2 separate regions of the Mus musculus genome follow, and region 2 is linked to region 1. The links are chromatin contacts, called in public promoter capture Hi-C maps. All regions are on one chromosome and are shown on one strand. The core of a region is the stretch at or near the end of the contact, and the rest is flanking DNA. Distances in the headings are between cores, read along the strand shown. Region 1 holds the start of H1f2 (H1.2 linker histone, cluster member). Region 2 holds the start of Mrs2 (MRS2 magnesium transporter).

What was found. Promoter capture Hi-C pulls out the DNA fragments that hold promoters and counts their contacts.
Region 2: a promoter capture Hi-C map of pre-B cells shows a contact between it and region 1. The contact joins the promoter of Mrs2 here to the promoter of H1f2 in region 1. A contact is called at or near these places in 2 of 39 promoter capture datasets (liver and pre-B cells).

Annotation. Positions count from the first base shown.
Region 1 is chr13:23,737,447-23,742,598 of GRCm38.p6, reverse strand. H1f2 (H1.2 linker histone, cluster member) reads right to left here and starts at 3,792. Exons shown (of 1, transcript NM_015786.3): 1 at 3,068-3,792. The coding sequence starts at 3,750. The coding sequence ends at 3,112.
Region 2 is chr13:25,016,849-25,022,030 of GRCm38.p6, reverse strand. It overlaps Mrs2 (MRS2 magnesium transporter), which reads left to right and starts at 1,714. Exons shown (of 11, transcript NM_001013389.2): 1 at 1,714-1,949; 2 at 3,438-3,511. The coding sequence starts at 1,787.

The sequences.
Region 1 (5,152 bases), core at 2,543-5,042:
TGGTGATGTAACTCAAGGCATCTCCCACGACAGACAAGCAGTCTACCCCTGAGCTACATACCCACATTCTCAGTCTTACTTTAAAAACTGTGGTTTTATTTGAAGTAACATGTTTGTTGGCTGGGTGGTTGATTATTTTGGTTTTTGTTGTTGTTGTATGTGTTTGTTGTTTTTGTTTTCTTTTGACAGTCTCTCTACATAGCATTGGCTGCCTTGGAACTTATTACATACACAAGGCTGAACTTGAACTCTCAGAGATACCCTCCTGTCCTGCAGAGTGCTAGGATTAAAGGCCACCACACTCAACAGGTTTTCTTTTGGTTTTTGTTTTTTCTGACAAGACTTTGCTCTGTCTACAACCCAGGATCCTCCTACTTGACCTTCCTAAGAGTCAGCTTTACAAACCTGCCACCACACCCTGAGCTATATTTAGCATCACAATTAGATCTCCCAGTAGCTACTAAGTGATTCAATTCTGGTCAGTGAGGTATTTCCAGAAACTAGAGTTCATTTCACCAGGACCCAGGAGGAAATGAGAAACTCAGAAGAGGGGAGGGGGGATAAGAATATGAAATTCTGCCCATCTTTTATCCAGGCCCTTCCCTGCAATTTTGCTCAGTTCTATTCTTACTTTTCTTGTAAGACTTTCTGGTGGCTTAGAAGACAAACTCCAGTCATCTAACATCAGGTGACCACTGTTCCACCTTTTAATTTTTAATTATTTTTCATTTAGGGTCTCAACTACGTAGCCCTACCTAGTTTAGAACTAATTAGACCAGCCTCACCAAGAGTTCTCAGAGATTCCAATAATCAGACACACTGTCTTCGTTATTTCATTATATGACTTATTAACAATACACATTTTCAAATACTCTCATCATAAACAAAGATGTAGAGGAAAGGTCTGAGGTCATTCTAAAGTTGTATTGATCTATATTGTTTCCACAGTCATGGGTAGCTAGTAGAACATTAGAAATAACATACATTCTGGACTGAGATGTATGTTATTTAAAATGGATTTTAAATAGATTTAAAATGGATTTTCCCTATGAATACTGCTTTTCGATTTTAAAGTTACATATGTGCATGGATCTGTTCTCACCTTATGTATCAATGAACAGACCTGGTCTAAAATTCTTAATTCATTTGTGCAGCGATGGCTTCAATAACTAAGTGGTTTTAATGTCCACTTTCTTTGTTCCTACAGAAATAAAATTTCATAAATTATTATTGCGAACAACATAAAGATGCTTCTAGGGTTAAAAATATTGGAACATATTTGGAGAAAATTCAAAGATCTATAGATAGATAACATGTTTGTTTTTACATAAGAAAACTGCTAGTTCCACAAATGTGCTTTAACACAATCTCAATAAAAATACCAAGAAGCTTTTCTCTGAGTGTTGGGATACTAACAATATCTTCAAATACATTGTCAGGGACACATTTCAGTGGTAGAATAACTGCTAGCACGTTCAGTCCCCTTAACAACGAATATAGACGGAAAGACTTGAAAGATTTTGAGAAGAGGCCTAGAGGTGGCGAGGGTTTAATGTCAACCTAGTCTTCCAAGACAGCCATAACTATTCAGAGAAACCCTATCTCAGAGATGGGGTTGGGAGAGGGCGGGGGTGAGGTGGGGTGGGGTGGAGTGGGGTGGGGTGGGGGTGGTCTGACAGCAACAAAAATAACAAAAAGGTTGTGAGAATTAGTTATTTCCTATTATAAGTTTACCAAACAATATTTGAATCATTGCTACGTACCAAGTATCCTCCACATTGACGATAGCACCGAGAAGAGTTTGTCTAATTCTACCTTAGAAACTACAAAAAAAGACGCAGAAAGTTGAGATTCAGGTTATTCGAGGAATTTAACCTATGACAAACATGAAATAAAAGCTGGGAAGAATCGAGAGAGTCGGTCCCGAGGGCATGGAATTGGGAAGATGGGTCTATTTATCATGCTCTGTACTAAAACAGCTGTTCGCTCATTTAAAGTGAGGGCTCAAAACACTGGGAGAAAACGGATTTTTACTTTCTGATCTGGCTTTCCCACGTTAAACACTTAGGTCACTGAAATCAACACTGGATCCACTGAACAAATTTCTGGTTTAGGTCTCCAAAAAGCACGTTTCACATCTCACTATAGGGTACACCAGAAATATGATCCAGGCTGCAACAAATCAGCAATCTGAATCTCTCAAAGACTGTGGGTATGAAAGAGTCCAACAGTGAATGAAAACTAAACGCTTTTTATTAGAAGCATACACTTTCAACAGATAGCCAATTTAACATTTTGGATTGTACAAAGCATTACCAAGAAACCTCAGTATTCATACAAGGTCAATCTTCAGTGACGACACACACGTATAAAGCAAGCGCTTCGGGAAGCTGAGGCAAAACAAAGTTAATCTACAACTATGCTGATCAAAATAAGGCAAAGCAAGTGTAATTGGTAATGGTAAAAAACTTGAAAAAAAAATGGCTGACAAAAGGTTGTGACGCAGTTCAACCCACAACTCCATCGCTGTGGCAAACAAACCGAAAGTACGAGAAGCAATCGTCTCAGTCCCGAGTCCAACTTAACTGTGCAGGCTAGTCGTTCCGGCAGCTACCCCATGTCTTTAATATTAAGGAAGGCAGTTCGTTGGCGCCAGCACCCCACCTTCTCCCAAACTTCCAGGCTAACCCCCACAAGAGGCTGAGCATAGAAGCCACCTACAAGCCCCGGATGCGTTTCTCCAGGCAGGAAGCTCAAACTTCGGGATGGCGCCCAATCAAACGAAGAACTAGAGTCCTGGGCCGGAGTGAGCCAACCCACAAGCAGGGCGGAACTTTCAAATCACCTTGCAGTCCAATACGAACTAGCGCCGAGGGTTGCTTTCTGCTGCTGACAGCCGTGGGAGGGTGTTCCAGCCCATAGCACTTCCTGAGCAGCCCAGCACAAACAAGTCTAGGTGGGACACGCAACCCCACCCATCCCACCGGGGGAGCGAGTGCTGCCGGGATCGAGTCCCTTGCAACCTTGCTTCATTAATCACACAAATGTCACAGCTCTTAAGTGGGAGTGGTGGCTCTGAAAAGAGCCTTTTGGATTGTTAGGGGAGGCAGCCTACTTTTTCTTGGCTGCAACCTTCTTGGCCTTGGCAACCTTGGGCTTGGCAGCCTTTGGCTTTACGGCTTTAGACGCGCTCTTGACCTTCTTGGGCTTGGTGACCTTCGCCTTCTTTGGGCTCTTGGCCACTTTCTTGGTCACAGCCGCCGCCGCGGGCTTCTTCGCCTTCTTCGGGGTCTTCTTGGCCGCCTTTTTGGGTGTGGCAGCACCAGTCGCCTTCTTAGGCTTCTTGGCTGCTCCCGCGGGCTTCTTCGCCTTGGCCGCGCCTGCCTTCTTAGCCTGGGGTTTGGCCTCGCCAGAAGCCGCCTTCTTGTTGAGTTTGAAGGAGCCGGAGGCACCGGTGCCCTTGGTTTGCACCAGGATGCCCTTGCTCACCAGGCTCTTCAGGCCGAGCTTGATGCGGCTGTTGTTCTTCTCCACATCGTACCCCGCGGCCGCCAGCGCCTTCTTGAGCGCAGCCAGGGACACGCCGCTGCGCTCCTTGGAGGCGGCCACAGCCTTGGTGATGAGCTCGGACACCGGGGGTCCGGACGCCTTACGGCGCACCCCGGCGGGCTTCTTGGCGGCCTTCTTTTTGGCAGGCGCCTTCTCCGCAGGGGGCGCGGCAGCGGGGGCAGCAGGAGCAGCCTCAGACATGATGAGTCTCTGGAAGTCAGGAACTAGTGGCAGTACGCCGATAGAGTAGCGCGGGCCCGGCGCTGTATATATAGAGCGCAGGCGCGCGCTGATTGGTGCTCCAGCGGCCTGCCTGGCAAGCTCTGAGCAGCCGCGCTGCGCCCAACTTGTGTTTGTTACACTTCACAAAAAGGAGAAAATATTAAAATATCTTGCACCAAATCTCTCGAGTTTGGTCGGTAAAGGATCCGAGAAGTCTCAGGCTTCAGGATATATGTTTATTTTTTCCTCATCCCTAAAGACAACGCGCCTAGGAGTCCCTAATTCCCCCAACTCCAAAGGAAGTCCGGGGTAGATAGAGACCACTTTCTGTTTTTCTTCTAAATTACCTGGTCGCTCCTTTGCCCTTGAAAGTTCTTTTTCTCAGGGATTATAGAGCACATCCTTCCCTTAATTTAGGGACAAAAATGAAACGATTTCCGCCTAAATTTTCACAATTATTCTGTTTCTTCGCAAGGGAAGTAACACAAGTCCTTAGTGACTTCTGATTACAGACCCACCACAACTATGGACTAGGACTGGGATTTCCAGTATAAAACACTTGGGGTAAATTGAGAGGGGGTTCATAGGCCTTGGGGGTGTATAATGTGGTGGGGGGGGTTAGGACTTAAATATCTGATTTAAAGACACTGACTTTAAAATGCTTTACATTGGTGGGGGCGGGGCACCCCATTGACTTCTATAAAGGGAGACCTTGGGCTATATTTTTAAAGCTCCTGGTTCCCCTCTGAGTTTTGCAAGGTAGGGGTCTAGCTCTGAAGAATAAAGATAATAAGAAGGGAAAGGAACCCTAAAAGTCTATATGAGCCCTCCTCTCCCCCAAATGCCAAATTAGAGTCTTTGAAAGATCTGTTTTTAAAGTGATGAGGATTTAGTTGCTTATTTGGCAGCAATACAGATATAAGTTTCAGTGCACGGGAATTCTAATCTAGAAAATAGTTTGTCTTAGTACAGGAGGACCTTCTAGACTTGGAGACTATGAGATGCAGATGTCAGTAAACTTACTGGCTTTCCAAAGGTTACCTTTGGCATAGATTTGAACAAGCTAAATATTTGAAATAGAAAATGTAACCAATTTTACCAATAAGATAAGAGACAAGATAAGTACAAATTATCATGTCATCTATAGTGGACAGCTGTATGTCATCTCTTCTCAGTTCCTCGGAATATGGCAATCTGCATTCTAGTCAACTTTGCTTTGTTAGCTTAAGGTTTTCAGCTTCATATTTCAATAACTACAACATGGTTTTGTTGTTAGAGAAAATACAAGATAAACTCTCTGCTAGTATAATTAATACATGGGGCAAAGGAAGTTCCCCTAATTTTATCAGAAATCTCTGTTTAAGTATATGTCTACATAAAA
Region 2 (5,182 bases), core at 465-2,964, 1.3 Mb before region 1:
TAGTTAGGATACAAGGCAAGATGGATCCCCTCTGCAGGAGACCGATTGATTTTGTTTTTCGGATAAGGCTAGCCTGGACCTTACTATGTAGCCGAGGCTAGCCTTGACTCTAGTTGCTCAGCTTCCATTTCCCATGGGCTTAGGTTATAGCACATACCACTACACCCAGCTTGACGTTGGTTTGATTTTTTTTTTCAGATAGAATACTATAGTCATGGGTGGGTTTTTTTGTTTTTGTTTTTGTTTGTTTGTTTGTTGGTTTGTTTGTTGGTTGGTTGGTTTGGTTGGTTTTTCGTTTTGTCTTGTTGCAGTTAACCTGATGTGCTGTTTGTCCATTTTCTCCCTTAATTTGCAGTGGCTTTACCTTTTCTTTTAACAACTTCATGGTGGAGAAAAGTCCTAGATTTGGTGCTAATTCTAGGGCTGGATACAATGACCTAATATGTGCTTTACTGCTCAGACAGTTTTGAGTCCTGAGTAACAACGTGCCACATTGGCCTGACATGTCCAAGGTGTTCTGTTCAATGTCCTAACCCTGCTTTTAAAAACCTAAATAAAGCCGGGCATGGTTGGCGCACGCCTTTAATCCCAGCACTCGAGAGGCAGGGGCAGGCGGATTTCTGAGTTCAAGGCCAGCCTGGTCTACAGAGTGAGTTCCAGGACAGCCAGGGCTACACAGAGAAACCGTGTCTCGAAAAACAAAACAAAATAAAACAAAAAACCAATAAACATAAATTGGACTATTAACAAGACCATGTGTCTGAACAGCTGCCAGCACTTGCCCAATGTTTTTCAAAGGTCATGTCATGGTGCGGGGTAGGGGGCGGCGGCAATGAAGTGTTTTTTAAATAATTATTTTTCTTGAATGACTATTTCCTGGCACATGTTTTTCAAAGATTTAGCACATCAAAGTTCTAATGAAGTGAAACCTCTATCATGTCCTTTCTGTACATTCAAGGCTCGTCCTACTAGCAATGCTTAAAGTACTTCTAGCTCTCGGTGTCCAAGCCAAACATCCATGGTCTCTTCTGGAACTTTCCTTTTGTCCACAGCTTCCCACTGTTCTACTCAATCCTTAGTGCCCGGCAAGATAAATAGTCCAACATCCCCATAGCTCCATGTTCATATATCAGTGAAGAAAGTTCTGAAACTCAAGTCTGTCTTTAGTATTGTGATGTAAACAACAAGTCTATTGACAAATATTTATTTTCTCTGGGGGCGGGCTGAGGGGTGTGATTAACTAGACTGATATCAAGTAGTGCAGACTGGCCTTACACTCTAGTTAAGAATGACCTTGAACTCTGGAGGGATTGCAGCTATGCGCCAGCACACTGCTCGCTTGGGCTTTTCCTTGTTCTACAGCAAAAGCTTAACGCACTGTCCCTTCAAAGTGAGTTTTAAACACAGTAGCCTTAAATAAAACTTATTTGATTTACTAATAGTGGTAACTTCCTCATCTCCCAACTGTATATTTGTGCATACATAGATACATAGGGGACCTTTCCAGAAAGTAGAATCAATCCGCAGCTCCTCGAAACAATGGACACTTTCGGAGCTGAGCTGCTTTGGTCAGTCTACCTTCACACTTGCACGTCCTGGCTCTGTTACGGACGCAGACCGGGTCGGCAGTCACCAGACACCACGCCGGAGCATGCGTGGACGGCAGCGCGCAGGCGCGGGACGGCTCGCGCAGGCGCGGTGCGCGGTTGTCGCGGTGAGCCGGTTGACCCGAGTTCCGGCATGTCGGACCGGCGTCCTGGGGCGGCTTCCCGGTTGCCCGCGCGCCATGGAATGCCTGCGCTGCCTGCCCGGGCTGCTGCCCCGCGCCGCGCAGCCCCGGAGGGCCCTGTGGACGGCGGTCGCGCGCCTGAGCCTCGCTGCCTGCGGCGGCCGCGCGACCCCTTTGCGCTCCCGGAGCCCGAAAGCGTCGAGCACAGCCCGCGCTGCAGGTACGCGCGTCCCGCGGGGCCCCGGCGGCCTCTGTCCCGCCTGCCCTTGGCCCCGCCATCCTCACCGCCGCTCGGCCTTGCCGGGCTCACCCGGCCCTCAGTGCTCCGGCCAGCACTGCGAGGACTTGATTGCGGTTTCTTGCTTATTGGGACAGGGTCTCCTTGTGTTGCCCAGGCTGGCCGCCAATTGACAGCAGTCCGGTCTCATCCTTCTGAATGAAGCCGTTAGAAGCGTTAACCGCCTCATTGGCTACTTTCGTTTGTTTTGTTATTGTTTTAAAATTAGCATTTAAACGGCCTTCTCTGAGTTTGTATGTGGAGGTCAGATGACAGCTTGCTCGAATCAGTTGTCTTAACGCAGGGCTTGGCGGCATGCATTTTGCTGGCCATCTGCTCAGCCCAAAGTAAAGGGTTTATGACAGCACTTTTATACATACTTTTTCCTGAAACCCCCTCATCCTACTGGCCCTTTTACTTCCTTATGCTCCCTTCTATTTTCGTGTCCCAGAATTCTGTTAGGTGGGAGTTTTGTTTGTTTCGAGTCGTGGTCTCACAGTAATCCAAGCTGGCTTGAAACTCTGCTGTGGAGCCCAGACCAAAGTCGATGTTGGGCAGCAGGAAGCTACAATTAGCAAGGTTGGGGTGTTATTAATTCTGTTTATTATGTTACTTTCTTCTGGGCACATTGATACAGTTACATAGTTGCCTTGGAATAAAGTAGGGAATTCCTAGAACTGAGTTTGAATGTGAAGCCAGTGATGAGCATTAATTAACCCTTGGCGAAGTCTACTCTGCAAGTAGCCAGCCAAGGGAGCAAAAAACGCTGGGGGAAGACAGAGGAGTCTTTCTTTGCTGATGCTTTGGTGAAACCTGAGGACAGCGTTTTCCACAAATGTGACTGCACAGAAACAGTCCTGACAAGAGTGGTTTGGGCTACTACTCTTTTTTGAATTGTACTTAAATTTTTCCCATAATGAGCTGCTGTCAGTCAACACCCCCTTCCCCACACCCAGGTCTTTTGCCACAAGCTTTTTTCCTCCCTTGATAATACTTGGGAACCAAGTGGTCTGTAAGACCCAGGAACTTAACTTGTGACTCTTGTCCCTAGAGCTTACATGGTAGAAGGAGAGAATAGACTTCTGACTTCCACAGTACTCAAACACACCCAATAAACAAATGTAAGTGTTATTTTATTACTTTTGTACAGTGCTTTGGACAAAGCCCAGGGCCTTGTGCATTTTAGACAGGCACTGGTTGCCCCAGCCCCAACTGACCTTTCTAATCACAGAGCAAGGACAGACAGACCTCAGTTAACAAGTTGTATGAGTTTAGTACATGGAAGTGGTGGGTAAGAAGATGGATAGAATGATTAGCTGGAAGCCTAACCAAACAAGTGTCTTCTTAAGGCTCCATGGACTATTAGAGCTACAGTTTCCCCTCCAAGAAAATGGGTTAGCACGGGCCATTCATTCTCTCCTTTGTTCTCAGGTGATGTGCTCCGGTTTAGAACCTCGGATGCCTCTCAAGCCACTTTAGCCAGCGTGGCCCAGGTGTTTGCTGTGGTGAGTACGCAGCGTCCAATCACTTGCCAGTTCACAGGGTTGGAGTCAGAGGAGGTATTTGCCTCTGTGCTGTGTTTGGCCAGTGACCCAAGCTCCTGAGAGATTGGTCTAGAGGAAGTCTTGAAGCTTTGCTGATGACTGGGGTTCTGGCTATACGGAACAGGCTCTTCCAATGACAGCTCAGACGTTTTCCCCTTGTCGATAAAATTAAGGTGTTTTTGTAGTACGTGTTAAAGGCTTCCACCAGAAGCATGTTTCTTTTCTTTTCTTTTTTTTCAGGGGGCTGGGGAGAAGGGGTTGGAGGCTGGGGAGAAGGGGTTGGAGGGAGAACAAGTCTAATGTAACTTAGCTCACTTCAGACTTGCTATGTGGTCTAGGGTGATCTTGAACTTGTCCGCCTGGCTCTGCCCTCTCAAGTTGTAGTGTAGCAGGTGTGTGCCACTATCCCATGATTTAATGCGCCACCACACCTACTTTATGCAGCCTGGTTATTGATCCTGGGGCCTTTTGTGTGCCAGACAAGCACTCTGCCAACTGAGCCACAGCCCCAAAGCCTCCTTAGTGAACACTTCATATTTTATCTGAGTCTGTTTAGAATCCCCTGGAAGAGGTGTGCATGCCCGGGAAGGGTGGCTATGATCTCTAAAACTGTGAACTGATTCTCAGGGACCTGGGTGAATTAATGCACACCTCCTGTGCTCTGCATGTGCATTTATGAAATTAGGCCCTTGGTGACAAAGTGTTAGCCATAAATAACCTAAGTAAAATTGTAAATTGTTTTTGCAGCTCGTTTTGTAAGCTTTTATGGTTTCCAAAAGTTTTAAACCTGAGCCAGACTTCTTAAGTTTAAACTCAGTGTGCTCTCTTTCCGTAGGGGGACGTAAGACAAGTTATTGTGACGACTTGTGCCTTGGTTTTTTTCATTAATAACTAGGAATTATTGCCTTAGGTAATTATGAGGATTAGAGTACCAAACTGAAATAGCATCACTGTATGTTACTATGCTCGTTTGTGAACATGACTTAGGGGCTGAGGAGATGGCTAAGCACCTGCTGCTCTTCCAGGAGACATGACTTTCACTCTCGGCACCCACACCTGCTGGCTCACAGCCACATTAGCGCAGCTCCAGGGGTCTGATACCTTCTTCTGTGTCCTAGAACATATATAAATATAAGCACAAACACGCTCATAGAAACGAAAACAAAAAAGTTAAACCACCTACTTTTTACTGAAAATGAAAACTCTCAAAACCCCGAGAATGGTGCCTCAGATACAGTGACCATCCAGCGTGTTGTTCTTTACAGATCATCTGGGTTTGGCTATTATTAGCTTCATGCAGACCTTTAAGGCATGGTTTTACTGTATAAGCCTCCTTGCCTGGCCTAGAGTACTCAGGATCCTCCTGCCTCTGCTTCTCAAGTGCTAGGAGTGAAGGTACATTCCACTGTGCCCAGCTAAAGAACTTGCGTTGGCTTCCCCCCCCCCCCCCCCACTTCTCTTCTTTCCTTTCTCTGTATAGCCCAGACTGGCCTGGAACACAGCGTAGGCCTGTTTTTGCTTCCTGAGTGCGGGGATTAAAGGCATATGCCAGCACCACCTAGCTAGAACTTTTCTTTATGGACAGTATAAACTAAGAGGCATCCCAGAGTTGCTTGTTTGGGGTCTTTTCTT